Linked DNA regions of Mus musculus: all the other regions are linked to region 1. A link is a contact called in public HiChIP or PLAC-seq and promoter capture Hi-C data. All regions are on one chromosome and are shown on one strand. The core of a region is the stretch at or near the end of the contact, and the rest is flanking DNA. Distances in the headings are between cores, read along the strand shown.

Region 1 (4,842 bases), core at 813-3,312:
GTGGTGGTTTGGAACGTGCCCAAAGTTTTAGGGCTTAGATCCGACTTCAGATGAAAGGACAGAGCCAAAGAAATCAAGAAGAAAGAGAAAACCTAACCCAATGGTGGTAGAAGGGGCTTAGGTCCCTGCACCAAGATGAGCAGGTAGAAAGCTCAGCTAGCAGTCTCCAGACAAGTACCGGATTCCCCCCACCACCACCTCCCCCCCCCCCCTGCTTGCTAGTCTTCCCCCCACACCCCTCCGGCGCCCAGCAGCTGCTACCAGCGGCGGCGTGTGTTGTGGCGGTGGCGGTGGGAGGCCTGGAACTTTGGGCACGATCCGGAATGAGGGAAGAGGGAAGCTGGGAGATGAGTGAAGTGGGTAGCTGAAAGCTTAGCGCCCCCTTTCCCCAAAAGAGTGGGCAGTTTAAAGGCCACGTCCACACGGAGTGACAGGCGCTTCCTTTCCAACAGTATGGTTACTGTGGGTGGGGGGTAGGGGCGGCACCCAGTGTCACAGGGACCTGGAGATGCTGCGGAAAACGCAAGCACAGGGCAGATATTCCAGCGGTCTTGTCTGCGCCTTGGTTCCTGATCTCATTTCCAGGAGCCCGACGGGGACCGTTGATCTGTGAGAGTTCCGGGTCCCCAGGACTGGTGGCTAAGTGCTTTGGTGGTGGGATTCAGCCACCATTTGTTCTCCCTGGGTTCTCAAGTGCCCTTCCCATGCGCTTTGGGTCCTGGCGCTCTCTTCCATTGGTGGCCTCTTTTCTTTTTTTAACTTCTGATTCCTGTTAAACTCCCCCTTTAGGTCTTCCTGCTTCTGCTGCATAGTCCAGCTTTTGTCCCTTGTCATTTTATTGTTCTTTTCCTGAGGTCGCCACTCCCAAGCCACCGCGACTTTCCTCAAAAAATCCCTTTTTATCCTTCGCCCATTGGAAACTCTACTTCTGCTCTTTCTAACATCTTCCAGACTGGAAACTTGTCCTAATCCAAGGTCCCCACTGAAGCATGGATCCTTAGTTCCCAGTCACGGTGCGGGTCCCCACGCTGCTCTAGGTAGGAAGAGCGCCCCGCCCCGCCCAGTCCCTGGCGCTTTTTTTTTTTTTTTTTGAAGATCCAGTTCTTCTGCCCAGACACTGTAAAGTGGACAGGAATCAGGTTGGGGTATCCTTTGCTGGGTTCTCGTGAGAAAGATATAAACAGGGGGCTGAGTCAGGGTGCGGGTATTCTTCACGTAGGCCCATCCTCTGGTCGAATGGCATTCTCTTTGGGGCCTTGAGGGGCTCTGTGGTGTCCATTCTGGGAGGCAACAAGTGAAACTGCCGGATGGGGGTGTTGCTTGTAATTGGCTGGAACAGAAGCTAGAGACTCTGTCCTGGTGGGGCTGACCCTAAAGAAGGCTTTGCATGTAGGGTAGAACAACATTGAGGAAAAACTCTATTCTTCTCAAGTCCGAATGCCCCTGTCTAGTGTCTTCACCGATTTCCCCGCAAGCGGATTTCTCAAAGGATAGATACCGGGATGCTGAAGGTTCGTGGGAGAGGGCACTGGGCAGGAGTGGTCAACGTGGAGATATTTTCAGAGTGCTAACTGATAAAGCCTAGAATGCGCTCCCTAATTCCGGATTGCCTCCCCTACTTGGGCAATGCCTTCCATCCAATCCATCCTCCGGCGGGCCGGTTGAGGCCCTAGCTTGTCCAGCTGGAGCGGATTTCAGGAAAAGAGGAAAATGGGGGCTCTCAAGCCCTCTCCAGCTTCCCTCCGTCGTCCTTCCTGATTGGCTGTGTATCCCCGGAGCCCAACTTCAGTCGCTCCAGACTGTGTCTGAGCCCCCACAGGAGACGGAGCGCTGCGACCCAGGGCAGGAGGGGCGGCCAGGCCACCTATTCCTGGGTTTGGCATCTCTCGGGGCCCCAGGGGGGGAGGAGCGCCGACAGGGTAGGCATCCATCGCCTCCTCCAGGCCCAATTCTCGGCGTCTAGCAGCCTCGGTTCCTCTCCGCCCCCCTTTCCCTCCCAGCGTCGGCCTCCCTCCTCCTCCCCCCTCACCCGCCCGCCTGCCCGCCACCTCCCCCCGGTTTCTCATTCCTGCCACTAGCGCGCTCCGCGGCTCATTCCGCGGCCGCCGCCAGCTGAGGGGAGCGTCGCGGGCCGAGGAGCAGATGCCGCGGGGGCCGCTCGCAGCCGCCGCCGACTTGTGAATGGGACTCGGACCGGGGCCCGGGCTGACACCGCTGCGCTCGCCCCGTGCCAGGGACAGCCGGCCAGGAGGTCGTGTCCACCCGCAACGGCCCCAGGTGAGGCGCTCTGCTCGGCTCTAGACCCTATCTAGATGGGGCTTCTCGGAGTAGGCAGAAAGGGGAAAGAATTGCTTCTGAAAGAGACTGTTGCGGAAGGGGGAGGTTGCTGGCTGATGGAGATCAGTAAAGCAAAGCAGAAGGGCTTTTTTTTGGGGGGGGGGTGAGGTTAAAAATCAGAGAAAAGGGAGGCAGCCTGCTGTGGACGCAGGCAGAGCAGGGGTTTGAGGCGCCAGATGTGCGCTCCCCGGTTCTTTGATTGTTGCCCCCCCCCCGGGGTGAGGGGCTGTTGCACCAAGGCTTCAGCACAGGGGGATTGCTTTGGGTTGGGGCAAGGAACTGCAGAGCGGAGCTCTGGACACGCAGACTGCTCCCGTGATGTCTCTAGGGAAAGTCGACCCCTGTGCGGTGCCCGCCCGCGCTGCGCCTGTTCCCCAGACAAGATCGCTCTCTGCGGGGTTCCTAGAGGGGATCCTCCCGCGCCTTCCTAAAGAGCTCCCCTAGACCCGGTGCCTGTGTAGAGAGTGCGGTCGAAGCCCAGAAGATAGCCGGCGGCCGGGAGGGAGCGGCGATTGGATTGGCCGCACTTTGATAGTGTGGGTCGGGGGCTGTGGACTGCGGCTCAGAGGCTGGGGGTTGCGGTGTGAGCTAGCCCCTCCAGCCCCCGCCTTTTCGGGGACTTCAGTCACCTATCCTAACCTCCCAGTGATGCAGGGAATGCTCTGTGAGCGGCTCAGACTCAGACTAGACTCGGGCTTGGACTGGAGGAAGCTTTCTAGGGTCAATGTTAACTTTGAGAATCAAACCTTCCCGGAAAGCCTGCGCCTCCTCTCGGAGCGCTCCAAGCCTCCACTGTTTCCTCACAATCGGCCTCCCTCCCTGTGCTTGGCCTCCCAGCCGGGATGTGCTGAGAGCAAGGAGCAGCGGGAAGCTGGAGGCTGCGGGAGCATCCAATTCCCCTCGCAACCCAGCCTAGCCTTGGCAGGGTCTTTTCGCTCCTGGTCCCCGGAGAAAGTGGGACCCAGGAGGCTTCCTATTCTCTCTCTTGCCAAGGCCCGGATTTCACCCGGGCTCCGCACTCCTGCCTTCAGCGGGTGAAAGGTTCGCTAGATGTTCGAAGAAGCCCTGTTGCTTTTTGTTAATAATGCAGCAGGAATTTCACGGGCTATCGCACTGCTATGAAGAAATTGCATCTTCTAATTATTTAACGGTGCCGTTTCTGCATGACGGAGGGTCGTCCCTGAGGGCTGGGAGTGGGTTTGTTAATGAAAGCCTGGCACTGCAGGAGGGTAGAGATTTGTCTAAAAGTCTCCCCTTCATTTTTTTTTTTTCTTCAAGAAATCTTTAACGATGGCTCCCGAATCCTTTCCTATTTTCTCCTGATCGGTCTTATCTGTGGACTAGGAAGCAGTAAGTTTTGGGTTTAATCACAGAAAGCAGTGATAATTAATCTGGCGAGAGGATAGATCAATTTCCTTATCTCTAGGGCTCGTAGCAGACGTCCAGGGGTTTGCGGGGTGTCTGGAATTTCTGGGGACCGGTCTACAGATGTGTTCTCAGGACCGAGGATCCCTCTCATCAGCATATTAACGAGGCTGAACTGAGTGCGAGCGCCTTTAAGGGTAGCAGAGAAAAAAGAGAAGGGACTGGCCTTCATTTCAATAATGTTGGAATTGTTTTCTCTCATAAGCAAGGAGACAGAGCCCCAGAACCTAGAAAGGGATGCTCAACCCCAGCTGCAGGCAGCTTGGTCTTCTATCAGAACAAAGGAATAAAAGTTACAAAACAAAGGGACATAGCTGTGGCCAGTACTAGAGGGACCCTGAAGCCACAGGCACATTAAGTTCCTTAAACAATCTCTGACTCTTAAGTTTTAGGGTTGGCCAGTTAGGCCCTCGTATTCGAACCCTCTGTGCAAAACATCTATCCTGCCTAGTACAAAGGAATGTGATCAGCACTCAGAAGAGACCAGACAGAGGCATCTAAAGGCCAGGAAACTTTGCTGGGTGGAACTGGGGTTTGCATCTTGCCTTCTGAGACAAGGCATTGCACCCCAACAAACATATTGAAGTCCTTGGAGTCTATACTTGTATCTTTAGTAGCAAGCAATGGTTACTGACACTCTTATAATTATTAGTTCTATATGTCCTGATTGGGATGTCATATGGAGAGAGAGAGAGAGAGAGAGAGAGAGAGAGAGAGAGAGAATGAGAGAGAATCTTCATCTCTGGAGTGTGTGTGTGTGTGTGTGTGTGTGTGTAAACAATTAGGATAATGGAAATGAGATGATCTAGTCTTGGAAATTTGTTTAACGTGGATTTATTGCATACTAGGAAAAAAACAAAAGCAAAAAGAAAAAAGAAAGAAAAGGAAAGAAAGAAAGAAAGCCTTTAAAAATAGTTTTTGTGGAAACACTGGGCCATCTTGATAACACTCCAGAATTTACATTATGTTCGGAACGCTTATCAGTGCACCACAGCAAATTACTAGAAACTTAAATTCTATTTTCAATTAAGATGCAATCTTTTGTTAATTTAAATAAAAGTAAAAGCTACAGCTCTCTCT
Region 2 (4,842 bases), core at 1,133-3,632, 690 kb before region 1:
GACACGTCCATAGGCCAACCTGATAGAGGCAATTCCTTGAGGTTCCCTCTTTCCAGGTGTGACAACTTGACAGCCAAGATTAGCTGTAACAGTGAGATTCTAGCTAGCTAAAAGACCTTCATAGAGTTCCTGCTGAAGACAGGCCAGGATGCTCATCAGCCCTCCAAAGATGCTGGTACAGATGCTCACCCAAGTTTCAAGGGCATCTGCTGGAGTTCCCAGGGTCTTGGGTCCCAGGGCAAAGAACCGCACAAAGGATAGGTGGTTGGGTATAGAAACAAGAGGACTTACTAAGACAAAGGAACATTCTGAGAGCAGGAATAGGCAAGTGAGCCAAGGAAAAAGCATGTGTTGAAAAGTGCTGGGTCATGAGATTCATGGTCATTTATAGGTCATTGATGCGACACCTGCCACCTGCCTTCTCTCAGGCTCCTTTTTTGTTTGTTTCCTTTTTTGGTTTTGTTGTTGTTGTTTTGTTTTGTTTTTACAGACAGTCCAGGTGAAAAACAGTTTGCAGTATTCTTGATCAACCGTCTTCTTTTTTTTGTTTGTTTGTTTTGTTTTTTGAGACAGGGTTTCTCTGTATAGCCCTGACTGTCCTGGAACTCACTTTGTAGACCAGGCTGGCCTCGAACTCAGAAATCCACCTGCCTCTGTCTCCATCTTCTTTAATATGTTAATTTGACTCTGCTCTCTCACAATATTTCTGATGCAGTGGTATAGGCTTAGAGACCCAGCCAGACATCAAGGATGATCAGATATCAAGGATGGATGGTTCTTGTTAAACTGACCAGGCAAACTCCTTGCCTGACACTGAATTTCAAAGGTTGGCCTAAGAGGATATTCAGCAGTTTACCCAAAGTTTGGCCAAAGCAAGAATGTTGGCTATTGTAACTTAAAATGTGGGCTCACAGAAAGAAACCGACAGTGTCCTCCAGAAGAACTCTGGGAGGCTGTGAGGGCTTGAAGAAGATGAGAAGGCCTTCAGGTCCCATTGGAGCTCCATTTGGAGAGATGGGGATACCTAAGGGAGTGACACTCTCTACAGTTTCCTGGCTAGATAGAATACCATGGCCTCAGGCATCAGTGACGGGGAAGAGAAAGCCTTCCCTCTCAACCCTGAGAACAAAGGGAGTTGCCGACTCCTATAGATTTCCAGGAGCACCACAAGTTTCATACCAAGTAATCTAGTCTGGCAAAGCCTATGTGCTAATGGGAGTAGAGACAGGAACAGGTAGGACCATTAACACATTCTACAACTGCAATGGGGAAGGGTGGATGGAAAGGCCACACAGCACAACTTCTTTTCTTTTCAGTTCTCTTTGCCAGAAGGAGAGAGAGGAGAAGGACGGACACACACACACACACACACACACACACACACACACATACATACACACACAGAGAGACAGACAGACAGACAGGCAGACAGAGACAGAGAGACAGAAATAGAGACAGAGAGACAGAGACAGAGCAGCAGAAGGGGAGAGAGGAAGAGAGAGACAGAGACAGAGACAGAGTACATGTATGAGGGGGTCATGGCCAGATTGCTGAGAATGGACTAGAGACACCTAGAGGGTGTCTGTGATCTAACAATCAATGATGTGTGTTGATTGTGTGCCCATGCAGAATGGAGGTGCAGGGCCCCTGGCTCAGAGGAGGTTACTTTCAAGAAAGTGATAGCAGAATTTGAGAGCAGGTTTGGGGGTTCTTACAAGCAGCGCCCTGTTTCTCTGCAGAAACAGTGTACATCCTTGTGAATGTTGGCCTTATCTAAAATATGAGCTTCACTGAGGGGGGGGGGAATAGAAACAATACTTCCTGTTTAGCTCCCTCCAATGAACTGAATGAATGGAATTGAATTGAAGTGGAATTGAAAAAAAACCTGAATGCTGGGCACCAAGCTCGAGGCCTGGTCTGTTTGCAAGCTTGCTTTCAATCCCTACTCCCCGTATTGGTTTCCAGCCTTCAACAATGCTCGCTCAACTTTCAACTTCCCGAGTGTTAATCTTTGCACTGCCTTTTGTATTTTAATTGCTTTCTCTCTTGCTTTTAATGAGCAATCAGGGCTATTTCTTTATTGAGGACCTGCTGGCAAATTTCAAGCAGAGAGTATGCAGTATGAAAGGGAACAGGTGAGATCTCAGGCTACGGTGTGATTAGCTGTGGGAAGGCCCAGAATAGCCATCCATCTAAGGGAAAATATCCACTTAACTCGCAGCCTTAATTCAAAGGAAATGTCAAGTCCTCAACTATACACTCTGTGGCAATTGAAGAAAAGATTGGAAGGAAGGTTAGCGAAAATTACTGAGACTATAGCAACAGCGGGGAAATTAGCTTTGGTAGGCGTGCATGCCTGTGTGTGTCCATATGCGTGTGTGTTTAATGTCTGGCAGCGTTCAACAGAATCATCTCCCTAGCAACAAGTAAGCAGGGAATACAGGTAGTACTGTAGACTAAATGAGGGGAAATCCTAAAGGATTGTATTGGTGCAGGCCATGCTTCATAGTAGGATTGCCTAGAAGAAATGCCCCCCCCCCCTCTATATCTTGTTTCTTTTGGTTAAATGGTAGCAATGTTGCCAGTTGTTTCTTCGGATTTCTGTTTGTTTCTCCAACCACTCTTGCTACTGCTTTGCAATTTGGTTAGCTACCAATACTTGTGAATTGATTGACTGCCAAGAGGTGTGGTGGTGTGTGGGAGGGTTCTCAGAAAGAGTTTCTTCTCTAAAGGCCAGTAAAGCACGTGCCTCCAATTAGTATATTTCTCGGCTGGGGCCAAGATGTTCTGTATGACAAAGGCACCAGTTACAAAGGGACACAGGGAATTGTCCCAGCCACACCACAGATGTCACACATATCCCAAGCTCTCAGAGACAGCTGAGCTCAATGATAGCAAGCATGGCTGTGTGTCTGTGTCATTTTTAGGAAGCTCCCCAGTGCCCTGAAGGGCAAACTTCTTGATTTAAAACTTTAAATAGCCATTGGCTCAAATGGACAATTTGACTACTTTGATAAAATGAGCAAATGTTTTCTATGAGTTAATTTTAAACAAGGGAAAGAGAAACCATCAAAGTAGCAAATTATGATATTTTCTAAAGGGACGTTCCCTGTTCTCATTATTCCAAAGCTGTAGAAAAATGACTTATCTCTTTCCAAAGAAAACTGGACATTTAGAAAGTCCAAGTATCCCATTATATCAACTACAAACATGTCACCTGTATGTATGTGGATGCCATAACAAAGTGCCATAGCCTGGGTGGCTCATGCAGAGAAACTTTACAAAGTCTTAGAGACCATAACCCCTGACATCAAGGCATGGCAGGGTTGGCTTCTTCTGTGTCATCTCTTACTGGTTTACATATAACTTCTCTTTGTGTCCTCAGCTGTCTTTCCATCTATGAATGCCAGTGTGCTAACTGCCTCTTCTTAGAAGGACACCATCAGATTAGATAAGATCCTACCCAGTGCCTTATTATAATTTAATTTACTTGTTTAAAATTCTATCTGTGAATACATCACATTTTGAAGTATTGGGAATTGAGGACTTTTTAACACATAGATGTAGAGAACACAATTTAACCTATAACCACCATCATGCCATCTCCCTTCCTATTTCCAAATGTAAGTTGTCCAGGAGTAGAAAAACACTGAGAGATGATTGTAAGCTCATACATCAGGAGCCGTACATGTGGTCTCACTTTGCAGGGGCTCTGTCATTTCCCAATACTGATTTAACACAGAGGACCCTTGAGTTAAACACAGTAAACAGCATCCAAACCATAGCAAAGGCAGAGCCTCTCTAGGCTAAGATGACTCCAGAGAGGACAGAAAGGCAGGCAGGCAGCTGAACTTGAGCCCAGCTCCAGCCCCTCTGCTTTGCTACCTCTACGCCTTCAATGCACACTTCCTAACAGCGCATGCTCAGATCCATGCTGGGCTTAGAGGGTCTGTTTCTATAAATCAAGTATCAAATAAGCAGAGTGAAAATAAATATCTAGGAACAAAAACTCTCTCACCCAACCCCAGTCGGCTCACATGTTCTTGTTTGAAACAGTCCCTCCCCGCAACTTGAAAAGTCATATAGCCTTGTATTGTGGTTAACTTTCATAGGCTTATTCAGTGGGTTATGTATATATGGCTGTTCCTCAATATATGTGAGTGCTTGCTTCCAGGGCACCCACAGACACCATAACCTACAGATATTCAAATCCCTTTATATAAGAAGGTGTAACATTTGCACATAACCTATGTAATCCCCCTCATATACTTTAATACACCTCTAAATTGCTGTGATATCTAATGTAATATAAATGCAATATCCATGGTGCTTTTACTATGCTGTTTGGAGAGTCTGTATATCAAAGATATACATTTTCCCCTATATTTTTATCCATATTTGGTTGGATCCATGGATGTGGACCCTGTGGATAAGGAGGACCCAATATGAACCTTTGTTTCCTACCAAAGCAGTTATCTCTAAGAGTGGAAACTCACCTCCTGCTGTCAGGCCAAAGCTGAGAAGAATAAAAGCTCCTGATCTACAAATTGATCAACTATTAAAGTCACAGCATGGGCTTTGTTGTGTTTAGTGTCTGCTTTATTGGTTGGAATGGCAGTCCTTCACTTAAGCTACCTGAGAAGTGCTTCTTGATGAGTTATGTCATAGAGAGTCCAATTTGTGGGAAAGATAACAGGTGCTCTTGGGGAGCATTAAAATGACATTGTTGTGAAATATTTATGCTAATGAATAACTGCATTGATCACTTAGCTAGTGGCTTAGGGATGGCTGTTCTTGCTTAAGGAGTAACCTTCTTCCTGACTTTGTTTGTAAGGCAAGAGA
Region 3 (4,842 bases), core at 784-3,283, 660 kb before region 1:
AACAAAACCTTCTTTATATTTCTTCCAGATAGAACTGTTCGGGATCTATTTGTTCTGCCAACTTGAGCTGATATCCCCTTTCCAAAGGTTGTGTTTTGAAATTCCCCAGCAATACCCCCTGCTCCAGTTCTTATCTATGAAAGTAACCAGACACTTCCCACAGCAAGGGTCCATTGAAGCAGGTGTCTCTCTGACAGTGCGGCTGGTATATCAGCGAGAAAACCAGAGACTAGGCATAGCCAAGTTAAACAAACAGTCACACACGTGCCCTTGCTAGCTGGGGTGTGGGTGGGCAGTGGGGTACACAGATGAAATCTTGGTGATCTCTTTCTGCTCAATAGAAAATCTATTAACGCTGTGGACGCCATTTATTTAGTTCACCGAACTTGAAAGCATCCTTTCCCTTGTCGCAGCTTGCAAGCAATAGTGGAGTCGCAGCAAGACATGGAGGCCAGGGCAAAGAGTCGGGTTAGGTATGTTCAAAAGGCTTTAAAAAATAACACTGGCCACAAAGCTTAATATGAGATTCTGGGGATGTCGCTTTAAGTAGGCTTGCTCCCCATTTTTTTAAGTGAAGAGACAGAGGATAACAGGGTTAAGGGAACTTTTACTAGGAGATGAGTTTGCAACATGCATGCACTGTGCCTTAAAAATCTCTTCACTTGCTTGCCACCATGCCTTCTCTCTCTCTCTCTTTCTCTCTATCTCTCTCTCTCTCTCTCTCTATCTATCTGTCTTTCTGTGTGTGTGTGTGTGTGTGTGTGTGTGTGTGTGTGTGTGTGTGCGTGCGCATGCATGCACATGTGCTTGTGCAGGCATGTGTGAGCTTATGTATGTGTGTGTAGAAGCTAAGGCAAGAGGTAGACTTCCTGTGAATTCCTCCCTACCTTATTTTGGAAACAAGGTCTCTCACTGAATCTGTGACTTATGGTTTTGGCTATAATGGCTAGCAAGCCCCAGGAATCTTTTTTAATCTCTTCCAGTCTCTGCCTCCCCGGTACTGGGATTCCAGCTATGTATTTTACCTGGCTGAGATCTGCACCCAGGCCCTCAGGCTTGTGGGGCAAGCACTTCATCAACTGGTTTATCCCTCTGTACCTCTCACCTCCTCTTCCAACCTTGGCTTTATAGAGAGATTTAAAAATAAGACCTGCATTTTTCTGTTCTGACCCAAACATGCTGGGTTGCACACTTGAGGATGGAGTCCTTCTTGGGGCCATGAGTCCGTTCATTGCTTATGGGGTTTCCTCATTCTTGGGGGTCTGAGATTAGAGACCATCACAGCATCTGGTTGGTAACTGTACAATCATCTGGAGACTTCGTTGTACAGAACAGAGGTTCTTAAAGGACAGTCCCTGATCCCGCTGCATCCAGAACTGCAGATCCCCCAGCTCTTTGTAAATCTGCTACACTGGCACTGGGTATACCTGGTTGAATCACCTACATATTAACAAGCTGTAAGGGTGGGTGGTGCTAACTCGAACCAGTGTCCTCCTAGTTTGTGCTCTGTCACTCTCAGCAACCCCTAAATTATCCTCAGCACACCCAAGAGACCGCACAGAAAGATGCAGGACCCTAGACATAGCCTCCTCCTTCTATGTCTAGAACTGCAAACCTATCAGCAATGGCAGATGGATGGAGGGCATCCTTCCTGAAAGATACACTTGTCAGAGAGTGTTCTGCCTGCCTTGAGATGAGTGAGAGCACTTCCAGCTCTAGGTTCTGTTCCTGGCTCCTCCTGGGACAGAGTTCCTGGCTGGCAGATCCTAGCTCCTAAATCTCCACTGTTTTTCTCTTTATGGCTGTTCCCCTCCCACTCCTAGAAGCCTTCTGACTTAGGGAACACTTGTCCAAGCCCCCCCACCCCCACCCCAAACATGTGATTCCAATTATTAGCACCTTGTAGTTGGGATCCTTGCTTGGGAAATATCTTTGTTCTCTCAAAGTTCAGGAAACCGGAGGGGGGCAGGAAGACTGAAGGAGCTCTGCTTTCAGCCTATTCGTTGGTTCCTAGAAGAACAAAGCTCGAGTGTGGGGAAGGCGCTTTGATCCCAGACAATGAGAGCGGCTGGATTAAGTGTTTGGAGAGACCAGACAGCTCTGGCACAAAACAGATCAGTTACTTCTTTCTCTCTTTTTTTCTTAAAGATCCAATTCATGTTCTGGAAATAACAGTAACAAAAAGAGCTGAATGTTTTGAAAGAGAGTTCTTCTACCCTTGAGTTATCCCAGGCAAGTGAAGATTGTGTGTTCCCTAGCAAGCTCAGTTCCTGGATGGGAGGTGCCTTGATAGCAGGCAGCCTGTATACTGGGACAGCACATGACATTCAAAGTTCCCCAGGGATTCTGAGGACACAGAATGGCAGCTGGGGCTGAAAAATGCTGGAGGCTAGAAGGGACCTTGGGGAACTTGCCCATGTGTGTTCAAGATAGCTGCTAGGCACAGAAAACAATGCGTTTAAAAATAAGCATAATAAAATAAACATTCCCAGGGCCTGGAAGATGGCTCAGTAGGTAGAGGTGCTTACTCCGAGGCTGATGACAAGTTAGCTCCCCATCACCCGGATGACAGGAGGAAGAGCATTGACTCCTGAGAGCTATTCTCTTACCTCCATGTATGTGCTGTGGCATGTTCACACCCACTTACAACACACACAAGCACACACACACACACACACACACACACACACACACACAGAGAGAGAGAGATTGAGAGAGAGAGAGAGAGAGAATAAATGTAATGAAAAAGTTAAACATCTCTGCACAGAACACTTACAGCATAGGCATGTTGTATAACAAAGAATCTTTGTTATTCTGAGATCTCTATTTCCCCACAGGATTCATGGCAATGATAATCATACACATGGTGTGGTCTTTGTTGATATCCCATATTTCAGATGAGAAATATCAAGGCCCAGATAGGCTAGTAAATTATCTAAGTCACAGAATTAAGTGTCAGACATAGAAGGTAAACCCAGGTATCCTCGCTCCTGGCACATGCTCTTCATTACAGAAAAGAGTCCCAGTCAATAACTGTCCTAGACTCTTTGAGGTAATAAGGCAGCGGTTTTCTGAGTGTGCAGGACACTGTCTCCACCATAACTACTTTTACTTAAGATAAATTGAACACAGTGTGACAAGGGCTAATTGGCTGGGATGGCAGCGTATAGGTATTCCAAGGAGAGAACCTGCAGGTCTGAGCTGCCAGATGGCCAGGCAGAGGCAGCCTTTCTTCACAGATAATGTGATACTTGAGTTCTGTGCTCAGAAGTACCAAGGGTGGAGAAGAGAGAAAAGGGGATCAGGTTGAGAAGTGTGCTCGCTGTATGCAGACATCAGAATGTGAGTGGGATGAATGGGAATGGGGGTTCAAGGATCCTTTTGATTTCTAGGGTTTCAATTCTGGCCTCTCAATGACTACTGCCTTTAAAGAAGCCTGAAGTGTTTGCTATGCCAGATGATGGAGGGAGAATGAGAAGTAAACAGTCCTGCGGAGGATCTCAGCCCAGATTCTGGGTTATGAGCAAAGTCACCCACAGAAAGCAGACACCCAGCCACTAGGGGTCTCCGTTTGCTGCCCATTTCTTCTACACAACTTGAACTGTGGAAGACTGAATTTCTCAGAATGCCCTCATGACCATTGGCTTGCGTGCTTCATGCTCCTTAGCTGTCCAAGTATGACCACTCCCATTTGTGATGCCCACGTTGTACCTGCTTTCAAGCCTGGTTTCCACTTCCTCCAGGAAGCCTTGCATGCCTCTCCAGCTGGCAACAATGACGTTTTCTGCTCAAACTCTGTGGCAGTGGTGGCTTCCTGCCTCACACTGTGTAGAGGTCCTACCTCAGTGTTGAATGATGCATTCCTTTTAGGTAGAGATCCCTGTTAATATTGGACGATGAGTTTAAAGATAAGCATAATAAAATAAACATTCCCAGGGTCTGGAAGATGGCTCAGTAGGTAAAGGTGCTTACTCCGAGGCACTTTGTGTAGGACTCAGACAAGGGGAAGCACCATGTAGCTCACAGTTATAATGAATATCCTAGGAATCACTTGTCCAGGCTTTTGATATGAGGGGTGTGTGTGTGTGTGTGTGTATGTGTGTGTGTGTGTGGTGTTAGGGATTGATCGTAGGACTTTATTCACACTAAGCAAGAGCTCTACCAGTGAGTTATACCTTCAGCTACTTAAAAGGTTTTTTTGTTTGGTTGGTTGGGTTTTTTGTTGTTGTTGTTGTTTTATTTTTTATTATTTTATTTTATTTTATTTTATTTTATTTTATTTTATTTTATTATTTTTTAGGGCTGGTGAGATAGTTGAGCAACTGAAGTCACTTGATGCACAAGCCTGGAGACCTGAATTCTATCTCTTGAACCCATGTAAAGGCAGAAGGATAGAACCATCTCCACAAGGTTATCTTTTGACCTCCACATGCATGCCATAGCATGTGCTTCCATGCACACATCTCTCTCTCTCTCCCTCCCTATCTCTCTCTCTCTCTCTCTCTCTCTCTCTCTCTCTCTCTCTCTCTCTCACACACACACACACACACACACACACACACACACACCACATTTTAAAAATATTTTTAGAGAGTCTTCCTGAGTCATCCAGGTTGGTCTCAAACCGGTAACCCTGCATCAGCCTTTCAACCAGCTACCATCTTAGGCCAGCTCCATGGTAGCAGCTCAGCTTTTTTGTTGAGTGGGCAATTGTGTCATGAAAGTGAAGCATTGGGAAGAAACTCCTTGGAGAGCTCATCTAGCCTTTAGCTCCCCAGCAGAAGAGATCTTTATTTCTGGGATACTGGCCTGGGTCCATTTCAGGTTTCCCTATTTGGGGCA
Region 4 (4,842 bases), core at 718-3,217, 620 kb before region 1:
TTAGAACTCTAGAGGTTTCCAAGGAGCTGTGTATTAGGAAGGAGTGATGGTAGAAGAGTAAATAGGGGTAGGGAGTGGGGAGATCACCAGACTCTGGGTTCTGGAACAGGGAGATGAGAGAGGGGCCCAATGAGGAGGCCACTCTAGATAGGTTCATGCCTGAAAACACTATGAGGGAGAAGACCTCTATCCAATGTAAGAATAGCACAAGGAAGATCCAAGTCCTCCCCTCCCCCAGTGACCAGCAGCAGCAAGAGTAATAGGCAGCGATGAGGAGGAGGTCATGGTGAGATCCTGGCCTGGCCTGCCACCAAGGGTCCTGCTGCAGGTAGGGTCTGTGTTGATATCTGTGGACAGAGTTATCACCAAAGGCCAAGCAGATGCCACCAGAAACCATGTGAATATCTGAAGGTGGTGCTGTCATGGGGGACATGCTCATCTGAGTGACCTGTACTGTCGCCCTAGGTCATAGGGACATCTGGGCTCATGTTGCTGCCGGGGACTATGTCTAGGTTTGTGACCCTACAGCAGTTGTGATCTATGTTGACGTCCCAGGCCTGTGTTACCACCAAAAGCCATGCAGATGTCCCTAGTCCAGACTGCTGCATGAGGCACCGTGCTGAGTTGGCTTTACCCCTTGCCTGGGTAGGATAATAGAGCTGCCCATGACAGCAGGGGAGCAGGTAAGCTAGCCTGAGAGTGTGAGTACTGGAGAGCTGGCCCTGCCCCTAGTCTGCCATCTTTCAGTGGCGTGGCTCGGGTGAGGGAGAGATGCCCTCCTTCCCACCATCCTTGTACAGCCTGTGCCAGGCAGGTGAGCTGGCACCAAAATCATGAGAGGATCAAAGCTGGCCTTGTGGCTCATGCATTCCAGCACTCAGTAGAGTGAGAACAGGCCCTGTACCCTCACCTCGGCAGCCCAGTAGAGCTGATCCTGGTGGTGGGGTTCAGGAAAGTAGTCCCTGTGGGCAAGAGTGCAGGAGAGTTGGCCTTGCCCCTGGTCTGCCATGGGATGGGGTGGGGTAGGTGAGGAAGAGATGCCCTCCTTCACAAAGCACACATGAGCTGGCCTTGAGGACATGAGAGCTGGAGAGTGGACTCTGCCCCTTGCCTTCTGTGGCACTGGGTGAGCTAGCCTGGGCAGCACTAGAGAAATTGTTCTGGTGGTAGTGGTACAGGAGAACTGGTGAGTTGGCAAATTCAGCTACCTCCCAGGCCCAGATCCAGAGCTTCAAGTTGACCCACCTCAACATCTACGCTATCTATGATCTGCTGGGATGGGGGAAAGGACTGGTCCTGCAGATCCAAAGCTGCAAGATCTTTATGACATAGGACATCAGCAGAGTATCTGAAAAGAGTCCCCATGAGGATAGAGTATTGATAGTGTAGCACAAGCTAGAGGCCTCTAAATAGATAGAAAAATGATTTATTGAAATGAACATTTGCAAATAAAGGTGTATGAACAAAAGGGTGTAGTGTGGGACATACTGTGACACACTGTAGCTTCCATGAGATTTTTCTTTGTATCTTATTTTGGGTGGGTACAAAGGAATGGGAAGATGAGTGAGATTGGGGTACATGATGTGAAATTTGCAAAAAAAAAATCATTAAAAATTAAAAAAAAAAAGAATAACACAAGGACAGCAAGAACCCAGACTCAAAAGTGGGAAAGGAGACTACACCAAGAGGGTAGTGGCAAAGAGGAGATGTGGACCAGTGACTGAAGAACAGAAGAAGCTCTATCAGCCAAAGGTCAATAGACTAGGAAAATCTCATCTCTTTGTATTAAGTCATGGCAGTCCCCCACCTATGCTAAGCTCTCATGAGGTTTAGCCATTAAATGCTGTGTGATTTTGAGATGGACGTGCATGTCTCTGGTTCTGTTTCTCACAGTTGTAGGTAGGGAAGGGGTTTGGACAGTTTGCAGTAATCTTTCCAGCATTAATATCTCTGTCTCTTATATGTGCCTTCTTTCTAGTTTCACCTGGAGTCTGCCCCTTCTTTGTTTTCCTAGCAAATATAAGCTGTCCTCCTGTTGACTTCTTCAATGCTGGCTTCATGACTACACCTTCACTGGCCCACAAGTCAACACCAGCCTTGACCAAAACATTCCATTCCAGGAGGAGAACTGAACGGATTGGAGGAAGAAGCAGAGATTAGAAACAACAGGCTTGCACATTCCGATTGTTCTTAACTTGATTTCAACTTTTGACCTGTAATGCTTTCCAGCTGTTTTGAACTCACACAGCCCATCTTGATTAGACTCACCCCCTAAGTGATGCAAACAGAGGAGACAGCTTCAGAGAGCCATCACCCCACCCAAATGAGTCTGGGGTTTGCAATTCTTGGATGGGTATGTGGATCTGGATCCCAGGCTTTGCATTCCCAGTACAGTCCTACAGGAGGGCTCAGGCAAGACAACCCCTCCAGCCCCTCCCCCCAAAAGATGACCTCTTTTACAGTCTGTTTTTACAGTGCAGAGTGGGAGCATCAGAATCCCTGCCCCTGTCAAAATAACATATCCCAGGTGGTGGGAGTTAACGGGAAGGCAGGCAGAGAGCTCTGCTTCCAAAGTACACATTGCCACAAATGAGAACCAACTGGAGTGAAGCTGGGCAGACGCAAAGGCAGAAAATTAAGCCCTGGGTTGGCTCTCTCTCTCTCCTTTACTCCCTTCCTTCCTTCTTTTCTTCCCCTCTCTCTCCTTTATTCCCTTCCTTCCTTCTTTTCTTCTTTACTTCCTTCCCTTCTTTCTCTTCCTTCTCTCCCTCCTCTGTCCTTCCATCCTACTTCCTTTCTTTCTTCTCTCCTTTTTTCCTTTTCTTCCTTCTTTTCCCTTCTTCCTTCCTCGCTCCTTCCCTCCCTCCCTTCCTCCTTCATTTCTTTCCTCTCTTGTGCTCTCTTCTTTTCCTCTATCTCCCTCTTTCCCTCCATCTTTCCTTCCTTTCTTTAATAGAAAATGCTACACCACACATGGTTTTTAAAAGACGACTTTCCTTACATGGGGAAAATGAACAACTGCAAGGAAGCTGCTCTCCCCAGGCTTGGGGGTGGGTCCTACATAGTGACATGCAATGTGACCTTCCATCCATCCAACAGGCCTGGGGGCCAGATGTCTGTGACTACACAAGTCAGAAGCTGAGCTAGAAGTACCTAAGCTTCGCAGAGTTTATCATTGCACTGGAGTAAACAGCCAACTCTATTTCTCCTTTTTATCACCGTGCCTTCAGGGAATCCTTTTGTGTTCAGTTTCTGTCCTAAGTGATCATGCTTTAGCTAGATTCCTTAGGAGAGACAATCCAGAGACTCAGAAATGTCATCAGAAGTTGGTTTTCCAAAGACGTTTTTCAGGGGGAATTAGAAGTTGCCACAGGCCTTAGATAGGAGACAGTAACCATCATGTGTGAAGCCAAGTGAAACACAGTATGGCGTTGGGGACATCATCCATCCATCCATCCATCCATCCATCCGGTGCATTCCTATGGTATGGTTAGGCCATTTATTTATTTATTTATTTATTTTCCATTTGGATGTGCCTCATCTTGTCAGCTCATTTTTGCTCATTAATGCAGAGAAATTCATCCTGTGGTTAAGTCTGAAAAAAAAAAAAAGTTCAACGGCTTTGCTGGGAAAACGTTAAGTAGGAAAATTAAATTAAAAAAAAAAAAACAACAACAACAGTAATTTTAAGAGAGGAGAAAATAAACCAGCAGTTTAAATTTTTTCAGCCATTTTGGGGCCAGGGCATTGGACAGCTATGGAATTTCAGGTTCTAACTCATTTCTTCATCTTGAGACTCTCGCCAAACATTTTCATTGCATCCAGAAGGAGGACTCTTTGCCCATTGCTGGCCACATGTGAACTGTGGGATGCTTCACTGCCTGCTTCCGTCACTGGGTGCAAGGCCAGGCAGATAAGAAGACTCACTGGGCTGAGAAAGGCTTCTCTGACTCCTGTCAAGTACCAGCTGTCTTTGTTAATTCATACGGGACACATGCAGATCCCTGAAAATATAAGGAGCGAGGGGGCTCTGTGGCAGGAGTTATTGCTGGGCACGGAGTATCTGCAACTGGGTTAGGGAAGATTCATGGAGCCAGACGGTGACTTGTAGATCATTTGTTCATCTCAGAGGTTGCAAACTTGTTTGAAGCAATAAAATACCTTCCGCTGCAAAATGCTATGCAAAACAAAATATGCAATGTGGATAAACAGCAGGATCGCTGTGGTTGTTTTGTGCCGCCCTACGGAAGCAAGAAACACCATTGGCCTGCCGCCTGCCTTCTTTCACCTCTCTTCCCTCCCTTCTTTTTATTTTTCTCTTCTTTCTTCCTTCTTTTTCTCTTTTATTTTCCTCTATCGCAAACTGAGAACTAGCAAGGCCAAGATGTTCATGAGAGAACCGGACCCCCTGAGCAACCCAGTATGTAATCTTTATGCAAAGGATTACCCTATTTATTAAAATCCCCAAGGTTCCTATGACAGGGCTTTCCAGAGGAAGTTGTTTAGAATCTCTCCCTGAAGTGACACCATTGATGGACAGGTGCCACCATTTGCCAAGTCTACTGACTGTTTCTATTTCTACCAGTGTGGCAATACTGCTCATAAATTCAAAGCAGGACACTGGTGACAAAGACAAGTGTGTGAACTCTCAGGCCAGACACTGGAAAAACATTTTCATGCATTATTGCCGTCTGCACTAGACTCCTGTGAAGTTGCTATTTCTAGCTCCACAGATATGAAGAATTAGATTCAGGGATTTAACTTTCTGTATCAACTAATGTATTAGGGTCTACGGGAGGGCCCTCTAACAAGGAAATCCCCAAATAATTATATTTGGCTCTA
Region 5 (4,842 bases), core at 1,516-4,015, 580 kb before region 1:
TTTTGTTCATCTCTAATCAACATTACCTAGCATGTCTTCAACATCCATGGAGCATAGGTGTTAAACAGTGCCAAAGCTGGTATATTAGTTATTTTCTTATTCCTGTTGCAATATATGTGATAAAATAATGTAAGGGAAAGAGTGAGTATTTGGGTTCCCAATTTTGAGGGTTATATTTCATCATGGATGGAAGCACACTGTAGCGGGAATATGAACTAGCTGGTCATATTGTATTTGCTGTCGAGTATCAGACCAGGATGCTTTCTCAGCTGCTTCTCTTTTATTAAATCTAGAACTCCAGCCCGTAGGACCATGCTGCTCACACTCAGACTGGGTCAGTGGGTCTTCCGTTTTTCAGCTATGCTCAGCAGTGTGTCTCCTAGGTGACCCCCAATCAGGTCAAGTTGTCAATTAAGGCTAACTATCACAGAGACCAGGAATGACCCTGCTACAAGATAATCAGGGTTGGAAGAAACCTTACTGACTTTATGATTACTCCTGTTTGATAATCCTTGCATAATAAGGAAAGGCCTTAAAGGGGAACTTATTTGATTTGGACCATACACAATACAGAGATAGGGTCTATTACTCTGGATACTAAGTCTCTTTCTACAGGGTGAATTTTTTTTCTACATCAGTAACTTCACCTCTGAGGTTTTGTCCTGCAAGAAGTAGGGTCTGTAAAGCAAATGTATGCATATGCCGGAGTCTCTCTAAATTTAAGCTTCCAACTCCCTCTGTAGATGTCAGACCAAGTCTCATGGACAGAGGCTCTGGAAAACAAATATCCATATGGAACCCATGCAATGATGGTACTAATGGGGTTTTCTCTGCTGGTTGATATTCCATATCTCACCCTCCCTCTTTATATTCCCAGGAACCCCACTTTTCATACATGGCTGTATGCATTAGTAAGCTAAAATAGATTATATTCCATGTTTGGAGTTGTTCATGGAGATCCTCTCTCAGTTTCTTTTCCTGTAGCTATGCTGAAATACTCGGACAAAAGCAACTTAAGGGAGCTTGAAGAAGCAGCTCACATTGCATCTACAATCCAGACGCAGAGAATGTTGAATGTATGTTGCTACTCAACTCCTCTTACTCCCATGGGGAGAATATCTTCCCCAGGTAGAGGATGTGGTGCCACCCACAGTGGGAAGTTCTTCCCACCTCAATAACACAATCAAACTAATCCCCCATAGTCATGCTTAATTCATCTGTTGGGTGATTCTAAATTTTAACAAGTTGTCATATAACATTATATCATCATATGGGCCATTCTGAGACCCAGTATAGGGAGAAGTTTCAGTTCTGTTCAGTGGCCTGTGAGAGCCAGTTTTCTTGTAATACCCCCATAGTAAGCAGTAAATAAATAAATAGAACCTAAATTCAATGTATAGTTGCCATTTTTAGCATACAAAAATACTGGATTTCAGGTTCCACTTTAATTTTTTTTAATAAAAGATAATTATTTAATGTGAATTCCTCTGTGACAGTTTGAAAATGGTTTGGTTCCCTAAAACTCATTTTGAAATTTGATTCTCAATGTCACAGTGTTGAGAGGTGATAGGGTCTGATAAGAGATTTAGTCATTAGTGCTATCCTTCTGGGATTGAATTAATTCTTAGAGGATTGAATGAGTTCTTGGTCTCTCAGGATTGTACTAGTTGCTTTCAGTTGAGTTATTGTGATTCTCTCTCTCTCTCTCCCTCTCTCTCTCTCTCTCTCTCTCCCTCCCTCTCTCTCTCTCTCTCTCTCTCTCTCTCTCTCTCTCTCTCTCTCTCTCTCCCTCCCTCCCTCCCTCTCTCTCTCTCTTTCTCTCTCTTTCTGTGTGTGTTGGTCAGAGAACAACCATGAGTGACAGCTACCTTGTCATTTTTGTTGTTTTTACTTTTTGTTTTATTTGTCTGTTTCCTTTTAGCAGACTATATGCCACTATGCTCTGCCTTGTCTTTTGAGACAGTTTCTCTCCCTGGATTATAGGGCTTGCCTATTAGGTTAGACTGACTGGCCAGTGAGCCCCAGGGAGTCACCCGTCCTTTCTCTCTCCAGCACTGGGATTACAATCGCTTGCCACAGCCCCAAAGATTTATCCAAGAATGCTAGTGATCCAGCTCAGTTTCTCAGGATTGTGCAGCAAGCATCACACTCTCCACGCCAGTTTTGCTCCTTTTTTTTTTTTCTTCTTCTTCTCATTTCCCACTGTGACTTTCAGCAATAGGAGGCTATTCTGCCTCAGCTTGGACTCCCCAGTTTCCAGAACCACAAAGCAAAGCAAATATGTATTCTTTACAAATTTCTCAGAATCCAGATATGGAATATGGACTGAGGTAACAGGGAAGGAGGGCCCTGTGCAGTTAAACGCACTATTTAGATGCCCATGCAACTTTTATGAGATTTATTTTTCCTGAAACAGCCAAGCTTTCAATATGTTTGCTTATAAGATACATGGTCTAGGAGCACAGTCACACTAAGTATATTAACCTTCTTGGAGCTCAGATGCTTTGGATAATGATAGAAATGAATCCATTAAATGTGCCTACTCAAGCTCTCTTCTATCTTCAAGGCCTACTTAGTCTTAAGCAACAATTTGTCTGTTTTTCCCAATAGCATTAGCCTGTTACTCAGCCTCCAGTGAAGTTGGCTTTGTTGCAAGACGTCTCATCATTTTTTTTTCCAATCTGCTTGAACACGGGGCTATAGAAACAACCTTGAAATGAAAATGTTCTTAGGGTATTCAGGAGGGCTAGTTGGCTTGAGAATTAATGGCTGGTCAATCCTCTATTCATTCTGTTACCTAGAAAATGCACTGTGATTGTCTCCTCATCTGCATGATAATTACCTGACTCCTAGGGTTCTTATGAGAATTCAGAAGAGATAAATCTTATTGACTGATGGGCATGGTGATGGCACAAGGGCCTTGTTCTTCAATGGTAATTCTCCTTTTACTTGTTCCTGGGGGCAATAAATTTGATGTGCTCTTCCAGAAGGCACTGTACCACACTCTTGCTGTGTTGACCTCCATGGGTCTCCATCAGGCTGATGGTAATAACATTGTGAGGAGAGATGAACAGACTCGGAGCCAGGAGGCCTGGATTTCAGCCCAGCCTCCTGCTGCTTACAAGATAATGAAGATTGGAGAAACAAATTAAATACAGGAAACACAGCAACTGAAATGAAGTGACTGATTATGATGATGATGACGGTAACAAACACTTGTGTAGTTTCCATCGGTTCTAAAGCTTCTTGTGGGGAGATTTATATTTGATAATGAGACGTGAAACTGTTCACTTCATTCAATCAACAAGCCTATTTGGAACACCAGGGTTGAGCTAAGCATCTTTCTGGGTATAGGGTGTACAGATGTAAATAAGACTCAGGCTTGACCTTAAGGAATATCAACCTAGGAGGGCAGATGGCTGAGAAACTCTCAGTGGCAGCAGCATACATTAAGAGCTAAGCAGATGTAATACAGAGAGGTAGGGGCCTAGTTCATGAAGGTGGTCCCTTGTGTCTTGTTCTTTCTATGTGACTGTAATATTGTAGCAGAAAGAAAGCCAGCAAATGAGAGCAGAATAATGAAAGTGTCTGTGTGCAGGGCTTCACTGGACCCTTAAGAATCTTTCATTCTACTGGTTTGTCTGATCAGCTTCTGATTCATTAGCAATATTTTAAACCAGTCTGAAAACTTCTGCTCAGGATTTGAGGCCCCTTGAGTTCTAAAATCCTTCTGTTACTCTGACAGATTAGATCCAAAGCGGATAGCTTTCTCTATATATATCCATAATAAAGTTTCTGTAAGAATCTTTAAAGTATAATAAAATTGGATGTCATATTTGTATCTAATCTAGAGTTAACAAACAAATTCTTAATAATTCAGCATACCTTGATTCAATCTTAAGATTTAATCAATAGAAGACAGGGAAATGTTACTCATGTAAAGTCCACTGATCAGATTCATAACAAACAGCATGACCTAAGAAATTAAAAATAAAAACAGAGGGCGCATTTATATTGATTTGTCTCTATCTTTTGTCTGATGTCCACATGACTAGGAAATTGGTTAACTCAGATGTCTTAACAGCCCAGAAAGAGTAAGTAAAAAAGCTTTAGTAAAGAATCTTAAAGATAGTGGGAGAAGCTACTCCCACTTTCAGGGTAAGAAAAATTAGTATAGTGAACTGTCACATATGAATGGAAATGGGGCTTATGTCAAGAATAGCTTCCAATTCATATACTTAAAGAATACATGAGAAAATTGCCTTTTATTCATTCATAAATATATATATATATATTTAGGATAGTTTAGGTCCTGCACTGGTTGGATGTGTGTGTCAACTTGATACAAGCTGGAGTTATCACAGAGAAAAGAGCTTCCATTGAGGAAATGCCTCCATGAGATCCAGCTGTAAGGCATTTTTCTCAATTAGTGATCAAGGGGAGATGGCCCAGCCCATTGTGGGTGGTGCCATCCCTGGATTGATAGTCCTGGGTTCTATAAGAAAGCAAGCTGAGCAAGCCATGGGAAAGCAATCCCATAAGCAGCATTCTCTGTGGCTTCTGCATCAGCTCCTGCCTCCACGTTCCTGCCCTGTGCGAGTCCCTGTCTTGACCTCCTTTGGTGATGAACAGCAATGTGGAAATGTAAACTGAATAAACCCTTTTCTTCCCAATTGCTTCTTGGTTATGATGTTTTATGCAGGAATAGAAACCTTGACTAAGACAGGTCCTCTGGAGCTTTTAACCAATAGCAAGTCCATATCAATGTAGTGGCTTCAGAAAATGGCCTTTTATTATTCTCACGAAGAAACTGTTCATTTGGCTGATTCTTTTGGAATGCGA
Region 6 (4,842 bases), core at 1,183-3,682, 520 kb before region 1:
TTCTGACTCAAGGGATAGAGCCCATTCTGACTCAGTGTTTAGCAGCAACTCATTTGGACCCTTGAGGTCATGGCTAATCATCTAGCTAGGAAAGTAAACTCAAGCCATTCTATCCCTCTGCACACACTGGGTTTTGCGATACAGCTAACCCGAACTTGACAGGCAGCTGTCATTGTGTTACTTGTGGAAAGCATTGCTCCATTATTAACTAAAACTTTCAAATTAGAAGAGTTCCAAGTTGTAGGGCAGGGGCTAGATAACCTTTGAATGAGTTCAGTTATGAAAGAGTTCATATTTGCCCCTGGGATTTCAGACATGTATTTTGTGGTTGTGGGAGTACCGCTGCTATATATTAGTTGCTTGTTTAAAGCATATATTTCAGAGTTGTAGATCTAATACTCAACTGGTAAATATTGATTCTCAATGAGTCTCATAACTGAACATTTAACAGACCATAGTTTGCTTTTGAGTAGAAGACTTACATTGTCAAACCATCAAATTCCATCAGAATCACCCAAAAGCCGCATATCTTCTGTAAGATGAGTTCCCGATTCATCTGTAATTAGGTGCATTATTTTAAGGGTGCCTACAAAGTTCTGTTAGTCCATAGATAGCAATTATGAAAGTACACTGCGGCAGAAAAGATGAATCTATATTAAGAACATGCCTCTATTCCAGTAAGGGCAAACTGTTGTCCTTTCCTTGAAGTGAGAGATTTGACATAGCCAATCTGATATGATATGACATAACCCTCTTGACTGAATGACGTAATTAAAATAATAAAATACAGCCATTCAGCTGCTGCTGTGAGAATCTTAATATGGTCATCTAGCTTAACCTAATGAATTATATGTGGGAGTTTACTCTAAGAGAAATAAAATATAAGAAGTTTCCTCCTACCTAAAGGAATCAATTAAGGAATTACCCGTATTAGCAAAACCTGGAGAACAATCTAGTCTCCCACGTTGCAGGGAGGGGTTCCAGGGAAAGGGTTAAATCATCTACATAAATCAAGGAATCACTTTACAGAATTTAACAGCAAGGAAGAAGCAGAAAATATGGTATTAACACTAAGTCAAAAATGAATATCACAATAATTATGTACTTAAGGTATCATTATTAAGATAAGAGAAGTCTATGCATAAACACAAATAAAAAAATTAAAAAGAAAGAAAATCTTGTAACAAAAATCAGTTCCTGCCCAAGGGAAGAACAGGGACAAAAAAAAAAAAATGGAGAATAGACTGAAGGAAGAGTCAACAGGGGACTGCCCCACCTGGGGATCCATCATGTCTGCAGACCCTAAACCCAGCACCACCGTTGCCCACACTAGGATTAAGAGGTGCTTCCTGAACCCAGTGTGGTGGCGGTTCCTTGGGAGGTCTGGCCAGCAACTAACCAAAGCAGATGTGGATGCCACAGCAGACTTGAGCCAAGCATCAGACCGAGCACAGGGAATCTGGTTGGGGATCTGGCAGAAAGACAGGAGGAGCAGAGGGGCATTACAACCCCATTGGAAGAACAACGTAGGCTGGCCTTGAAGAATAAAAAAAAAAAAAAAAAAAAAAATTACTGACTGAGAACATGGGCCCCGGCCCCCGGCCAGATGGCCTAATTCCCCGGATCTTTTGGGAAAAACAACCACAAAATGTTTCAATGTCCCAGGTGCCTGGAAGTAAATATTCGCCCCTAGACTTCCCCTATTTCCTCTCCGATCCTCCCCCTAGGTTGTGTTTTTTGCCTTTATAAGCCTGCTGGAAAATAGGATCGTGGTCAGACTCCTCTACCCCTGCCTATGGGTCTCGACCTTAGCATGCTGGTTTGTGTGCCATTAAAACCTCGTGTGTTTGCAGCAAGCTTGACTGTTGTGGCTTTCTGGGCTCTCGATCCCTGAGACTTGAGTGAGGGTCTCCCTTCGGGGGTCCAACAGCCTGACCAGCCAATTCTCCCAGAGTCTAAACCACCAAACAAGGAGTGTACCTGGAGGGATCTATGGCTCCATAATCATATGTAGCAGAGGATTTCCTTACCTGAGAGCAAAGGGAGAGGAGGCCTTTGGTCCTTGGGAGGTTTGATGCCCCAGTGTAGGGGGACGCTGGACTGGTGAGGTGGGAGAGTGTGGGTGAGTGGGGGAACACCCTCATACAGGCCAAGGGGAGGGGGAGGGCAGATGTGGGATGGGGAGTTGGTGGTGGGGTAACAGGGAAGTGGGACTACATGGGATGGGGGACCGTGGTGTGGTAACTGGGAAGTGCGATATCATTTGAGATGTAAATGAATGGAATGATTAATGATAATAAAAAAAATCAAGTTACTTGACATTTTCCTGTCTTTCCTAACTTTCTTTTGTGCATATTCTAGCTATCCTGTGCAAGATTATCTTCTTCCATCAATCCTACCTCAACTCCTACCAACTGTCATCCTGCTGACAGAAAGAGCCTGGGAATGGCATTGTTCCCAATCTCTGCTGGCTGCACTCCCATTGAGATACATTCTCTATGATGTAGACAGGGATTGTTTATTTATTTAGCCAACATATATTGCTCTGGCCCAGGAACACACTACGTGGACAAGGTTGACTACAAATTTGCAGAGAGCCTCTGCCTCCTAAATGCTGGCCTTAAAGGCATGAGTCATTACATTCAGCAATATTGGATATTTTTAAAATACAAATTTAATTACATAATTTTCTTTGCTTAAAAACCTTTTATTGGTTTTCCATTGCTTTAACAATAAGGTATGCAATGTTTAGTGTACTTTAAAAGGCTGCTCATAGCCTTTTGTCCACAGAAAACATCTGTAGTGAATTCACTTTTTAACCTATGTTTCCAATCACTCCCAGGTCCATATTCAGTCCCAAATTCAATCCACATGCCTCTGCTAAAAGGCACTAAGCCTTTAACCTTGACTGTTAGCATTGGTAAGCTTTAAGTAAAAGGCTGTGAACATGTTATGTCTTTCTTTTTACTGTCTTGTTTTGTTTTCTAAAATATTCTTCATAAGCTAAGCAGTGCTATTAAGTCAAATATAATTAATACAAAGATAATGAGCATCTTTTAAAGGACTTGTTTCATTTTCTTACTAGACCAGGAGGATTTATAAAAGGCAAATTATTTCAAGAGTTGGCTAATCTGACTTTGAATTTCAGGCAGAATGCCTACCACTGCACAGAAAGAAAAAAGAGGGACTAAGGATCCGTGTCAACCCTTTGTAATTATTTCATAATTGTAACAGAAGTTGAGAAAAACATTACCATAAGTTGACAGGACTCAGAATAAATCAACATAAAAGAATACCAAGTAGTTTCTATGACAAGTGTGAAAGAGGGGTGCATCCTCTTCACTACTTTTAAGGTAAAAGTGTTCCACTCCCACACACAGCATCCCAGGGGTCCTGCCCCTGAGGTTTTCTGTCTCCCACTATTGTGTATCTCAACAGGCATCCTTGGTGGTGAATCCCCAGGCTCCAAAAAAGGGGAAAAAATCCTGGCTTTCTGATAGCTCTGTTACTGCAATAGCATTCTTGGTCTGTAAAGGAAGTCTTCCTCCCCCCACCCAGTTGTTGTTGTTGGATTTTTCGGGGGAAGTGGCTAAGATGATTCTTAGATCTTGTCTTTCCATCTCAATTTAGTCCACTAGTATTTCAAGATGCTAGTAGTACTCAGAGAACTTTAGTCCCTGACTTCCACTTTGTTAGTCGGGGTTGGCATGTCTGGCTGTGCTTTCTCTTTCCCACACGTGATGGTTTGTATATGCTTGGCACTATTAGGAGGTGTGGCCTTGTTGGAGTAGGTGTGCCACTTTGGGCATGGGCTTTAAGACCCTCTTCTTGGACTCCTGGAAGCCAGTTTTCTCTTAGAAGCAACCTTCAGATGAAGATGTTAACCTTTTAGCTCCTCCTGTACCATGCTTGCCTGAATGCAAGGATTGCATCATAATATCGAGCATATTTCTGACCTCTCTTGCAAGTATAAGCATAGGCAACTAGTCAACTGATTGGTGGCTTCTGCGATGACCCAGTGGCAGGTTTAAATGCTAGCTGCATTCCTTTGCTCTAGGGACATCTCTATGGATTTCTTTAATGGGTTAAAATTAGTCTGTTATAGGCTCTCATAACCACATGATTTCCTTATGTATCATTTTATTACATGATGTGCCTCAGAAAGAATTCTATTTTTCTTCTCTCACTTTGTTCCTTAAGTTTGTTTGTGTCTGAACCAACACAAAACCAATGGTGAGCGTTTTGTGGTGGTTTGAATAAGAATGGCCCCCGTCTTATTGATGGTGTCTTTTGCCTTGCAGAAACTTTGGAGTTTCATTAGGTCCCATTTGTCAATTCTCGATCTTACAGCACAAGCCATTGCTGTTCTGTTCAGGAAATTTTCCCCTGTGCCCATATCTTCAAAACACCCATGGAAGGAGTTACAGAGACAAAGTTTGGAGCTGAGACGAAAGGATGGACCATGTAGAGACTGCCATATCCAGAGATCCACCCCATAATCAGCTTCCAAACGCTGACACCATTGCATACACTAGCAAGATTTTATCGAAAGGACCCAGATGTAGCTGTCTCTTGTGAGACTATGCCGGGGCCTAGCAAACACAGAAGTGGATGATCACAGTCAGCTAATGGATGGATCACAGGGCTCCCAATGGAGGAGCTAGAGAAAGTACCCAAGGAGCTAAAGGGATCTGCAATCCTATAGGTGGAACAACGTTATGAACTAACCAGTACCCCGGAGCTCTTGACTCTAGCTGCATATGTATCAAAAGATGGCCTAGTCGGCCATCACTGGAAAGAGAGGCCCATTGGACTTGCAAACTTTATATGCCCCAGTACAGG

Evidence for each region. Promoter capture Hi-C pulls out the DNA fragments that hold promoters and counts their contacts. HiChIP or PLAC-seq counts read pairs in DNA pulled down with a chosen protein or histone mark.
Region 2: a promoter capture Hi-C map of hippocampal neurons shows a contact between it and region 1, with 8 times the contacts expected there. The contact joins the enhancer-like site here to the promoter of Cdh11 in region 1. A contact is called at or near these places in 3 of 39 promoter capture datasets (frontonasal cranial neural crest, hippocampal neurons and maxillary cranial neural crest), 2 of 484 Hi-C or Micro-C datasets (nephron progenitors and uterus), 10 of 115 datasets of contacts at active chromatin or transcription factors (the NIH/3T3 cell line, craniofacial prominence, embryonic basal ganglia and 7 more) and 1 of 9 other capture datasets (liver).
Region 3: a contact with region 1 is called in an H3K4me3 HiChIP or PLAC-seq map of craniofacial prominence, with 7 times the contacts expected there. The contact joins the enhancer-like site here to the promoter of Cdh11 in region 1. A contact is called at or near these places in 9 of 39 promoter capture datasets (the 3T3-L1 cell line, 3T3-L1-derived adipocytes, cancer-associated fibroblasts and 5 more), 1 of 15 datasets of contacts at CTCF or cohesin (the NIH/3T3 cell line), 30 of 484 Hi-C or Micro-C datasets (the N1E-115 cell line, the STO cell line, brain and 18 more) and 14 of 115 datasets of contacts at active chromatin or transcription factors (the NIH/3T3 cell line, SST interneurons, craniofacial prominence and 11 more).
Region 4: a contact with region 1 is called in an H3K4me3 HiChIP or PLAC-seq map of craniofacial prominence, with 9 times the contacts expected there. The contact joins the enhancer-like site here to the promoter of Cdh11 in region 1. A contact is called at or near these places in 6 of 39 promoter capture datasets (the 3T3-L1 cell line, cranial neural crest, frontonasal cranial neural crest and 2 more), 1 of 15 datasets of contacts at CTCF or cohesin (the NIH/3T3 cell line), 13 of 484 Hi-C or Micro-C datasets (adipose-derived mesenchymal stem cells, cortical neurons, embryonic fibroblasts and 3 more), 10 of 115 datasets of contacts at active chromatin or transcription factors (the NIH/3T3 cell line, VIP interneurons, craniofacial prominence and 7 more) and 1 of 9 other capture datasets (adipose tissue).
Region 5: an H3K4me3 HiChIP or PLAC-seq map of neural tube shows a contact between it and region 1, with 4 times the contacts expected there. The contact joins the enhancer-like site here to the promoter of Cdh11 in region 1. A contact is called at or near these places in 10 of 39 promoter capture datasets (the 3T3-L1 cell line, the C10 cell line, cranial neural crest and 6 more), 1 of 15 datasets of contacts at CTCF or cohesin (the NIH/3T3 cell line), 2 of 484 Hi-C or Micro-C datasets (embryonic stem cells and uterus), 12 of 115 datasets of contacts at active chromatin or transcription factors (VIP interneurons, craniofacial prominence, embryonic fibroblasts and 8 more) and 1 of 9 other capture datasets (embryonic stem cells).
Region 6: a contact with region 1 is called in an H3K4me3 HiChIP or PLAC-seq map of embryonic limb bud, with 6 times the contacts expected there. The contact joins the enhancer-like site here to the promoter of Cdh11 in region 1. A contact is called at or near these places in 8 of 39 promoter capture datasets (the 3T3-L1 cell line, 3T3-L1-derived adipocytes, cranial neural crest and 5 more), 4 of 484 Hi-C or Micro-C datasets (cortical neurons and uterus), 9 of 115 datasets of contacts at active chromatin or transcription factors (the NIH/3T3 cell line, astrocytes, craniofacial prominence and 6 more) and 1 of 9 other capture datasets (embryonic stem cells).

What each region holds. Positions count from the first base shown.
Region 1 is chr8:102,782,331-102,787,172 of GRCm38.p6, reverse strand. It overlaps Cdh11 (cadherin 11), which reads left to right and starts at 2,062. Exons shown (of 13, transcript NM_009866.5): 1 at 2,062-2,277.
Region 2 is chr8:103,473,926-103,478,767 of GRCm38.p6, reverse strand. No RefSeq gene overlaps it. Among named protein-coding and RNA genes, the nearest start is that of Gm32642, 95 kb to the left of the region's middle. Within about 2 kb of position 2,382, at least 9 of the 459 cell types and tissues checked have an H3K27ac peak or open chromatin away from gene starts, as enhancers often do. A contact at or near this core is called in hippocampal neurons, where this site is marked.
Region 3 is chr8:103,440,107-103,444,948 of GRCm38.p6, reverse strand. No RefSeq gene overlaps it. Among named protein-coding and RNA genes, the nearest start is that of 1600027J07Rik, 95 kb to the right of the region's middle. Within about 2 kb of position 2,033, at least 28 of the 459 cell types and tissues checked have an H3K27ac peak or open chromatin away from gene starts, as enhancers often do. A contact at or near this core is called in craniofacial prominence and uterus, where this site is marked.
Region 4 is chr8:103,406,861-103,411,702 of GRCm38.p6, reverse strand. No RefSeq gene overlaps it. Among named protein-coding and RNA genes, the nearest start is that of 1600027J07Rik, 62 kb to the right of the region's middle. Within about 2 kb of position 1,967, at least 54 of the 459 cell types and tissues checked have an H3K27ac peak or open chromatin away from gene starts, as enhancers often do. A contact at or near this core is called in adipose tissue, adipose-derived mesenchymal stem cells, craniofacial prominence and 5 more, where this site is marked.
Region 5 is chr8:103,360,129-103,364,970 of GRCm38.p6, reverse strand. No RefSeq gene overlaps it. Among named protein-coding and RNA genes, the nearest start is that of 1600027J07Rik, 15 kb to the right of the region's middle. Within about 2 kb of position 2,765, at least 5 of the 459 cell types and tissues checked have an H3K27ac peak or open chromatin away from gene starts, as enhancers often do. A contact at or near this core is called in neural tube, where this site is marked.
Region 6 is chr8:103,304,666-103,309,507 of GRCm38.p6, reverse strand. Gm39234 (a long non-coding RNA gene) reads right to left here. Exons shown (of 3, transcript XR_879135.2): 2 at 1,400-1,536. Among named protein-coding and RNA genes, the nearest start is that of Gm39234, 10 kb to the right of the region's middle. Within about 2 kb of position 2,432, at least 9 of the 459 cell types and tissues checked have an H3K27ac peak or open chromatin away from gene starts, as enhancers often do.